2 separate regions of the Pan troglodytes genome follow, and region 2 is linked to region 1. Evidence: chromatin contacts called from public Hi-C data. All regions are on one chromosome and are shown on one strand. Each heading gives the region's core, a stretch centred on a gene start, on an enhancer-like site or on the middle of the called end of the contact. The rest is flanking DNA. Distances are from core to core; before and after follow the strand shown.

Region 1 (4,657 bases), core at 901-3,400:
CAATTAAGAGCTCTCTCCAGATTGAAAGGTCTGAAATGAAGGCAGAAGCTGAGCTTGGAGCTGTATTACTACTTCATGCAGGCAAACATGCATCTCTCACTTTCTACATTTCTAAGAGTCGTTAGAAGACTTTCCTGGTCGAACATGGTGGCTCACGCGTGTAATCTCAGCACTTTGGGAGGGCGAGGCGGACGGATCACCTGAGGCTAGGAGTTTAAGACCACTGTGGCCAACATGGTGAAACCCTGTCTCTACTAAAAATAAAAAAATTTGCCCGGGCCTGGTGGCTCACGCCTGTAATCCCAGCACTTTGGGAGGCCGACGTGGGCGGATCACGAGGTCAGGAGATCGAGACCATTCTGGCTAACAAAGTGAAACCCCGTCTCTACTAAAAATACAAAAAATTAGCTAGGCATGGTGGCGGGCGCCTGTAGTCCCAGCTACCTGGAGGCTGAGGCAGGAGAATGGCATGAACCTGGGAAGCGGAACCTGCAGTGAGCCAAGATGGCACCACTGTACTCCAGCCTGGGTGACAGAGTGAGACTCCGTCTCAAAAAAAAAAAAATTTTGCCAGGCGTGGTGGTGCATGCCTGTAATCCCAGCTACTCAGAAGGCTGAGGCAGGAGAATCGCTTGAACTTGAGAGGCAGAGGTTGCAGTGAGCCGAGATTGTGCCATTGCACTCCAGCCTGGGAGACAAGAGCAAAACTCTGTCTCAAAAAAAACAAAAGGCCGGGCACAGTGGCTCACGCCTGTAATCCTAGCACTTTGGGAGGCCAAGGTGGGCAGATTGCCTAAGCTCAGGAGTTCGAGACCAGCGTGAGTAACATGGTGAAACCCTGTCTCTAAAATACAAAAAAATTAGCCGGACAAGGTGGTGCATACCTATAATCCCAGCTACTCAGGAGGCCAAGGCAGGAGAATTGCTTGAACCCAGGAGGCGGAGGTTGCAGTGAGCCAAGATTTCGCCACTGCACTCCAGCCTGGGCGACAGAGTGAGGCTCCGTCTCTTTAAAAAAAAAAAAAAAAAAAAAAGACTTTCCTAAGTCCCAGAGTGTTAACAGATGACTCTCTATATACCTTTATCTCTCTTCAAGAACTCCAGCAACGTCCGGATGGCAGCCACTGCTGAGGCCATGTCAGGATCTTCTTTCATCTGAGACTTAAAGTATTCAATTAACTCTGGAAAAAGGGAAAAAAGTGATTCATCTCATTCATTTAGCAGCTTATAAGGCAAGAGAGCTTGTTAATGACTGTTGACTTTAAGAAGCAAACAATTTAAAAAATACTTTCTTTCTAGGGTATTTGGTTTCAGGGATGCAATAAATGTTGATGGGAATAGAGAAAATACCACTTTGCTGTTTGCAAGAGCTCTTTTTTATTTTGAAAAAGCTACTGGTGTGCAAGGCCTAAAAATTAAGCCCGAGTAAATGATGACGAAAAGTCTTTCTCTCTTCAGCATCTTTGGTCCTAAAATCTGAGAGGATCCCAGAGTCAACCATCTTGCCAATTTCTCCTGCACCCCTCCAGACAGTCTATGCTAATACATGTCTATTCACATACACATATATGTTACAAATATTATACATGGAGTTCCACCCACTCCCCTTTATTTCTTTACATGAAAAGTGTATTAGTTTGCCCTTGTTTTTCACTTAATAACCATACTAGATGAGCACATCAAATATGCCTTATTCATTCTAATTTTAATGACAGATCCAACAAGGCAGGAAGGAGACTGGCACTGGGAAGGAGCGTATGTGTGGGAGGGATGCCTGCAGATACTGCCAGGGCGCATCCCTGAAAACAAGAGCAGCGCGAGGGATTTAGTTGTGACTCTGGAAACACAACCAGCGGAGCAGCCTGAAATTCAAAAGAAATCTCTTCGGGAGCTCAGCCTGGATGTGAGAGGTTGGGGGGACCCCTGAATGGCGCTGCTGTAGCCTAGCAGCCCTGGCCTGTCTTGATTTACCCTTGTCGTCCATGGCGTCCTCCTGCTGCGGAGCCCCAGGGGACCCGAGCCGCCCGCGCTGTCTCGAACGGGTCCGCCGGCCGCGCCGCCTGCGAGCCAGTCTGACAGCGCGCTGCACACCTCCGCACCCCACTTCCGGCGCACTTCCGTACCCCTCTTCCGGCGCACCCCCGCACTCCACTTCCGCAGATTAGGGGGCTGGCACGAGTCAAAGCACCTTGTGCGTCACTTGGCGGCGCCGGACGTTGGGCTGCGCAGGATTTGAGACGCTCCCCTGACCACCACTTGCTCTGCGCTGAGGTGCTGGGACAGCCATGGTTTCAGACGGTGAGGACCCTGCAGGGCGGGACTTCGACTCCAGGGCTCGGCGGTCTCGGTCTGGCTACGACTGGCCAGATGGAATGTGTCTTTTGGGCTGGATAGAATCCGTTTGGTCTTTAGAGGAGTAGCCAAGGCATTCAGTCATTCATTCAGTAAATAGTTTTGGATCGCCTCCTGTGTACAGGCATTATTTTCTGGATTTTAGCAGAGATCGTTGACAGACAGGGGCCTTAGTGGAGGTTACAGTCTAGTGGGTGAAACAGATGACAATAAATAAAAATAATTTCGGCGGGGTCGCACCCCGGTGGATTAGGCCTGTAATCCCAGCACTTTGGGAGGCCGAGGCGGGAGAATCGCTTCAAGCCGGGAGTTCGAGACCTGCCTGGGCAACACAGCCAGACCCCATCTCTACAAAAAAAAAGAAATATTAGCCGGGCGTGGTAGCGCGTGTCTGTGGTCCCAGCTACGCGGGAGACTGAGGCGGGAGAATCACTTGAGCCCAGGAATTCGAGGCTTCAGTGAGCTATTATGGCAGCACTGCACCCAGCATGGCCGACAGGGCATGACCTCGTCAATAAAAAATTAAAAAATAAATTATTTTTCAAAGGATGAAAAGAGCTATGAAGATGATGTAATAGTACGGTCCTAGTTACAATACTACATTGTGACTAGGATTGAGAAGGAGCTGTTTTAGATAGGGGCCTAGGAAAAGTGCAGGATATTGAAACCGACTTGAATGATTGTGTGAAGTTCTGGGGGAAGTGCACTTTAAGTGCATGGGCCCTGTGGCAGATTGAGCCACCAAGTTACACTGAGAAGGGAGAAATGGAGAGCTTGCGGGTAGAGGATGGTGGGGAGACTCATTCATACATTAAACTACCACATACAGAGTCAGATGTCTTGAAGAAAAAGGAGGCTAGAGGGATGAGATCAGAGAACCAGCCAGTTTCAGGTCATGCAGGGCCTTATTGGCCGTGATAGAGAAGTTGGCCTTTATTTTTAGGTGCAATACAAAGACATTGTAGAGTTTTAAGCCAGAAAGTGTTATGATCTGGTTTGCAATTTTAAAAGATCACTGTGGCTGTTGTGTGGAAAATGGACTGTGGGGAGCAAGAATAGAGATAGGGGAGTCCTTTCAGGAACTGTAATAATTGTCTATCCTCTCTTAATTGATGTGAAACCATACCACAACCCTGTGAGGGAGGCAGGCCTGGCATTGCTCCTGTCTACAAATGAGGTAGCGAACTAAAGAAGGAAATTCACAGGGACATTGCATGTGTATAGATGCACACCTTTCTTTACAGGCAACGCTTTTTCTGTCTGGCAGACACAGTTGTATTAAGTGCTTCTGTCCTAGGTGCTTTGTTGTGTGATTTACACATTTTTTTGTTTTGTTTTTCTATTAAAAAAGAAAAAAAGTGGCTGGGCACAGTGGCTCACGCCTGTAATCCCAGCATTTTGGAAGGCCAAGGTGGGTGGATCACTTGAGGTCGGGAGTTCGAGACCAGCCTGGCCAACATGGCGAAACCCCTTCTCTGCTCAAAATACAAAAAAATTAGCCGGACAAGGTGGTGCACACCTATAATCCCAGCTACTCAGGAGGCTGAGGCAGGAAAATTGCTTGAACCCAGGAGGCGGAGGTTGCAGTGAGCCAAGATCGTGCCACTGCATTCCAGCTTGGGCGGCAGAGCAAGACTCCGTCGCAAAAAAAAAAAAAAAAGTAGAGATAAGGTCTCACTATTTTGCCCAGGCTGGTCTCAAACTCCTGGGTTGAAGCAATCTTCCTGCCTCGACCTCCCAAAGTGTTGGGATTACAGGCGTGAGCCACTACACCAGTCCTGATTTACACACATTATTTTATCCTAGGATTAGCAAATTCCATCATTTTTTAAGAAGTCCACAGTCTTAAGTGGGCAGGACTGGGACGAGAGATCAGAAGCACAACTAACTGTAAAATAAAATAGTAAGTGCTAAGTGTCATTAGAAGAGAGAGCTGTGGGTTGTCAGAGGTGGGCAGTGGGGCAGTGAAGAGCCACAGTCTTTATAGTCAAGCAGATCTGTCTTTAGAACAGGGCTTTGGCCTTGCCACTTGTTAGCAGGCCATATGTGACTTAGGACAAGTTACTTTCATTTGCAGAATAGGAATACCATATATCATATTTCAGCTAATCTAAGATAATATTGATTATGAGATGTGCCCTTATTTAATATAGCATTAAGAAAGAAAAAATGCTGCTAATCTTAATGATAAAGATACCATCCAGATGTCAACAACTATTCAATGTAAAAAACAAGGGGTGGGGGCCATCTTATAATTGATGAAAAATGGCAGGAAAATGTCCTTTGCTGGGTGGTTGTCAGGGTG
Region 2 (4,657 bases), core at 628-3,127, 79 kb after region 1:
GAGTCCAGGGATGCCATTTCAGCTCACTGCAAGCTCCACCTCCCAGGTTCAAGCGATTCTCTTGCCTCAGCCTCCCGAGTAGCTGGGACTACAGGTGCCCACCACCACGCCTAGCTAATTTTTATATTTTTTTAGTAGAGACGGGGTTTTGCCATGTTGGCCAGGCTGGTCTCAAAACTCCGGGTTTTGCCATGTTGGCCAGGCTGGTCTCAAAACTCCTGACCTCAAGTGATCCACCTGCCTCAGCCTCCCAAAGTGCTGGGATTACAGGAGTGAGCCAGGGCACCCAGCCTAGTGTAACTAGCTTTGGATTTCAGGTATTTATGGAAAATAAATTTAAAACTTCCAAATGACAGGTAATTTAGCTTGATTTTGTGGGCTTTGTGAGGACACCTTTTGTACTTAAAAGAAGGAAAAAACTCAGTTTGGCAGAATGGGGTCTGGAGTGTCTATGGTTTTAACTTTTCTAAGTTTATACATTTATGTATGCATTCATGAACTATTTATTGAGTGGCTACTATGTGCTGGGGCTTGGAGATACCACAGTGGCAGAAACAATGTCCCCACCTTGGTGGAGCTTCCATTCTAGCAGGGAAGACTGGCACTAACACACAGACAAGATAATTTCAGATGGTGGCAGGTGCAGTGAAGGAAATAGAACAAGGATGTGACTCCAAAGTAGAGGGGCCAGGGACAGTCTCAAGGAAGGGGATATGTAAGCAGAGACTCGACTGGGACAGCGGTGAGGTTGCGGCCTGGGGCGGGGGGCCACTGCTTCCCGGTCAGTGTGGGGAACACACACTGGGTGCTGTGTGATTCCATCGACAGGACAAGCCTGGAGGTGGCAAATCTATCGAGACAAAATTGTCCTGTGGTGGCCAGGCCGGGCGGGAAGGGGAGACTGCAACTGAGCAGGAGGAGTCTTGCGAGGTCGGTGGGAAATGTTTGAAAACTGGATTGAGATGCTGGCTGCACACTCCAACTTCACGAAGAAGCCTAGGATCCCTCCGGGCGGCGGATCACGCCTGTAATCCTAGCGCTTTGGGAGGCCAAGGCGGGAGGATTGCTTGAGTTCAGGAGTTCGAGACCAGCCTGGCCAACATGATGAAACCCCTTTTCTATAAACATTTTAAAAACAAATTAGCCGGGTGTGATGGCGCGCGTCTGTAATCCCAGCTCCTCCAGAGGCTGAGGTGGGAGGATCGCTTGAGCTCAGGAGGTCAAGGTTGCAGCGAGCCGAGCTCGTGCCACTGCACTCCTCCCTGGGCCACAGAGGGAAACCCTATCCATAAAAAACCAGCAGCAGGGCCGGGCGCAGTGGTTCACGCCTGTAATCCCAGCACTGCGGAGGCCGAGGCAGGCGGATCACCTGAGGTCTGGAGTTTTGAGACCAGCCTGGCCAACATGGTGAAACCCCGTCTCTATTAAAAATACAAAAAAATTAGCTGGACGCGGGTGGCGCGCGTCTGTAGTCACAGCTACTTGGGAGTCTGAGGCTGGAGAATCGCTTGAACCTGGGAGACGGAGGTTGCAGTGAGCCGAGATCGTGCTACTGGACTCCAGCCTGTGGGACTGCGTGAGATTCCGTTTCTCTCTCTCTCTCACACACACACACACACACACACACACACACACACACACACGCAGCAGCACAGGGTCGTGCACTAGGAACGGGTGAGCTTCGCGGCGTGCACACTCGGCGAGACTCCTCCAGAAATGCCGGGGAGCCGCGCGGGCTGTAGCTCCGCGTCCAGTCCGGCGGAGCGCCAGCTGCAGCGGTCGTACCCGCCGGGTTCGCGCTGGTTGGCCCTGCCGCCACGGCGTGCGGCGACAACCTCGGGCGTCCATTGGTCGGCCGGCGGGGGGGCGGGACGCGGGGGCGGAACCGGAACCGGCAGTGGCTTGGGGGCGGGACCTCGCGGACTGCTGTGGCGGCAGCTGGAGCGGCGGCCGCGGTGGCAGAACCGGGGGCGGCCGCTGCAGTCTGGAGCCCCATAGTGCGGGGCCGCGGCCAGACCACAGGAAGAGCTCGAGGACCGGGCCGCACCGGCTGAGTGTGCGGGCCCGCGCGGCTCGGAGCCGCCGCCGCCGCCCATCGAGCCCCTCCGGGCGCGGGTCGGCCCGCCATGGGGTCCCTGTTCCGGAGCGAGACCATGTGCCTGGCGCAGCTCTTCCTGCAGTCGGGCACGGCCTACGAGTGCCTCAGCGCCCTGGGCGAGAAAGGCCTGGTCCAGTTCCGAGACGTGAGTGTCGCCCGGGAGACGCGGGCCGCACCTGCTCTCCTGGCGCCCCCCATCCCGCGCATCGCTGGGGCCCTCCCGCGGGGAGCACCGAGGAAGGGCGCGCCCCGTCCCCATTGCCCAGACGGGGAAGATGACACCCCAGCTCAGCGGCCAAAGCTTCCCGGAGCGCGGGGCTGACTCCAGGGTCTCCGGCCGTCTGTGTGGTCGGCGGCTGCTCTGCCCCAGTTAGTTAGGATCGCCCGTGTGGTCTTCATCAGCTCGGGGCACCGAGCTCAGCGGGAGAACAAATCCCACAAAGGCCTCTTGGAGTCCTTTTGGAACTTTACGGGGGTTAGGGGGGCGCATTAACCAAATAAATAGGTCAACCAGAAAAGGTTTGCCATAAAGAAGAAACGGGGTGATGTGAAGGTGATTCGGGCGGGAGGTGCGTGTGAAGGGATTGTCGAGGAAGCCTCCCGGAGAAGGTGATATTTCAGCTGAGACCCAAATAGAAAGGAGCCAGCCGTGGGGAAGATCTGGGGAGAGGGTCCTTGTTGGAGGGAACAGGAGGAGCCCAGACAGAGCCAGAAATGGGAAGGAGCTGGATGTCATCTGCTTGAGGAGAGGGATTTTTGTGTTTTGGTCACTGATGCTTAATGCTGTACATACCATTGTGTGTAAGGACTTAAGAACTCAGTCATTGTTTGTCGAGTGGAAGCTGTCTCCCCAACAAGTAATAATAAACATTTGTTTGTCCATTTACTTGCTTATTGTTTGTCTCCACCAAGGACTGTCAACCTCTGAGAGTAAGTACCTTAACGCAGTCCTTGGCAGTCATTGGCATCGATAGGCATTTGTTGAATGAACAGACAAGCTTTTCTTGACTGCCCGCTATGTTCAGGCACTGTTTTTGGTGCTGGAGACTCGGTGGTGAGCAAGGCAGACACAGTCCCTGTGTTCCTGGAGCTTGCAGTGTGGGAGGAGACAGATTAAACACACTCTGATTATGAGCTGTGATAAGTGCTAAGAAGGCAAAGAACAGGGTGTGGAAGGGAGACCGTGAAGCAAGTACTTACTGACTGAATTGAAATCCACTCAGGCGAACATTTTATTTCCTGGCCACCACTTTCATCTCCTGACTGTTTCCCTTAATCTTCCTAAGGTGTCCTTAATTTCAAAAGGGATCAGCCCTACCCCAGATCTGATATCCATTGATATCAGATATCTAATACCAGATCAGCCCCATAAGCCAGTTGCAAAGTCATGGAGAGACTCCTGAGTGACAGGCGAGGGTGCAGGTAAGATGCAGGGCGGTTCCTGGTTCCTGGAGCCACTTCTGCAGTTGTACCCATTCACCTGATGGATGCTGCGCTGAGCTGTGAATAGCACCCAAAACATTCAGGCAACAGCTGCAGGTGCAGCAGGCTCCTACATTTGTAACAGGTAGATGTTTTCCTTCCCGTTAGTACTCAAGCCAAGACACTTATCACACTTCAGTCTTACAGGTTTGAGCAAACGTACTAATCACTATGAAGGTTCCAGTTTCAATAAGCGCCACTACCTTCAGTCATAGAGTGTACCTGGGATCCTTTTCAACTGAATGTCAGTGAAAGGAGAAGAAAGTGCTGTTCATCTTTTTCCAGAAGGAAGTAAAACTAAGGTTGCTGCGATGAGCTCTTGTGTGGTGCTAGGTTTTCAGTGTGTCTTCAGCCTGAGTTTCCTACTGACTTTGTGGTGACCAGATGGGATCACTGTTAGTAACCCTTGCAAGGGAAAGTGGGGCAGGTGGTGACTTCCGTGGTGACAGCTAGTGGGAAGTACCTGGAAAAGAAAGGTCATTCAGCTGATGGGGAGGACTCCCTGAAGGGAAAGTTCGCACTTTTGTTACAGTTCTCAGTCTAAGAACAGGTTTCCTCTTTAGTCCTTCAGCTGAAGTGGGAGTATCAATGGGTGTGAATATCAAAACAAACAGCACCAGATCTCCTCTGCCGGTTTTACTAGGTTAAATGTGCCTTGAATTGAATCTACATTAAAATGTACCTTATTCCATTAGCCTTGAATTAGGGTGCTGCCCTAAAAGGGAAAAAAAACCCCAAAATTTATAAAAGAAACCACACAATAGAAAAAAAAAGTTAATATGTCTGGGCACGGTGGTTCACGCCTGTAATCCCAGCACTTTCGGAGGCCAAGGCGGGCAGATCACAAGGCCAAGAGTTCGAGACCATCCTGGCCAACATGGTGAAACCCTGTCTCTACTAAAAATACAAAAATTAGCTGGGCATGGTGGGGTGTGCCTGTATTCCTAGCTACTCTCAGAAGGCTGAGGCAGGAGAATCACTTGAACCCAGGAGGCAGAGGTTGCAGTGAGCTGAGATCGCGCCACTGCACTCCAGCCTGGCAACAGAGCGAGACTCCGTCTCAAAAAAAAGTTAATA

Evidence for each region. A called contact is a pair of places that touch in the nucleus more often than the background predicts.
Region 2: a contact with region 1 is called in a Hi-C map of stem cell-derived neural progenitor cells, with 1.7 times the contacts expected there. The contact joins the promoter of ATP6V0A2 here to the promoter of GTF2H3 in region 1.

Annotation. Positions count from the first base shown.
Region 1 is chr10:130,454,206-130,458,862 of NHGRI_mPanTro3-v2.0_pri, forward strand. GTF2H3 (general transcription factor IIH subunit 3) reads left to right here and starts at 2,151. Exons shown (of 14, transcript XR_010147841.1): 1 at 2,151-2,298. It overlaps EIF2B1 (eukaryotic translation initiation factor 2B subunit alpha), which reads right to left and starts at 2,198. Exons shown (of 10, transcript XM_016924561.4): 1 at 1,972-2,198; 2 at 1,080-1,181. The coding sequence starts at 1,984.
Region 2 is chr10:130,533,335-130,537,991 of NHGRI_mPanTro3-v2.0_pri, forward strand. ATP6V0A2 (ATPase H+ transporting V0 subunit a2) reads left to right here and starts at 1,878. Exons shown (of 20, transcript XM_003314010.7): 1 at 1,878-2,243. The coding sequence starts at 2,127. TCTN2 (tectonic family member 2) reads left to right here. Exons shown (of 17, transcript XM_063785277.1): 17 at 1-368. The coding sequence ends at 353.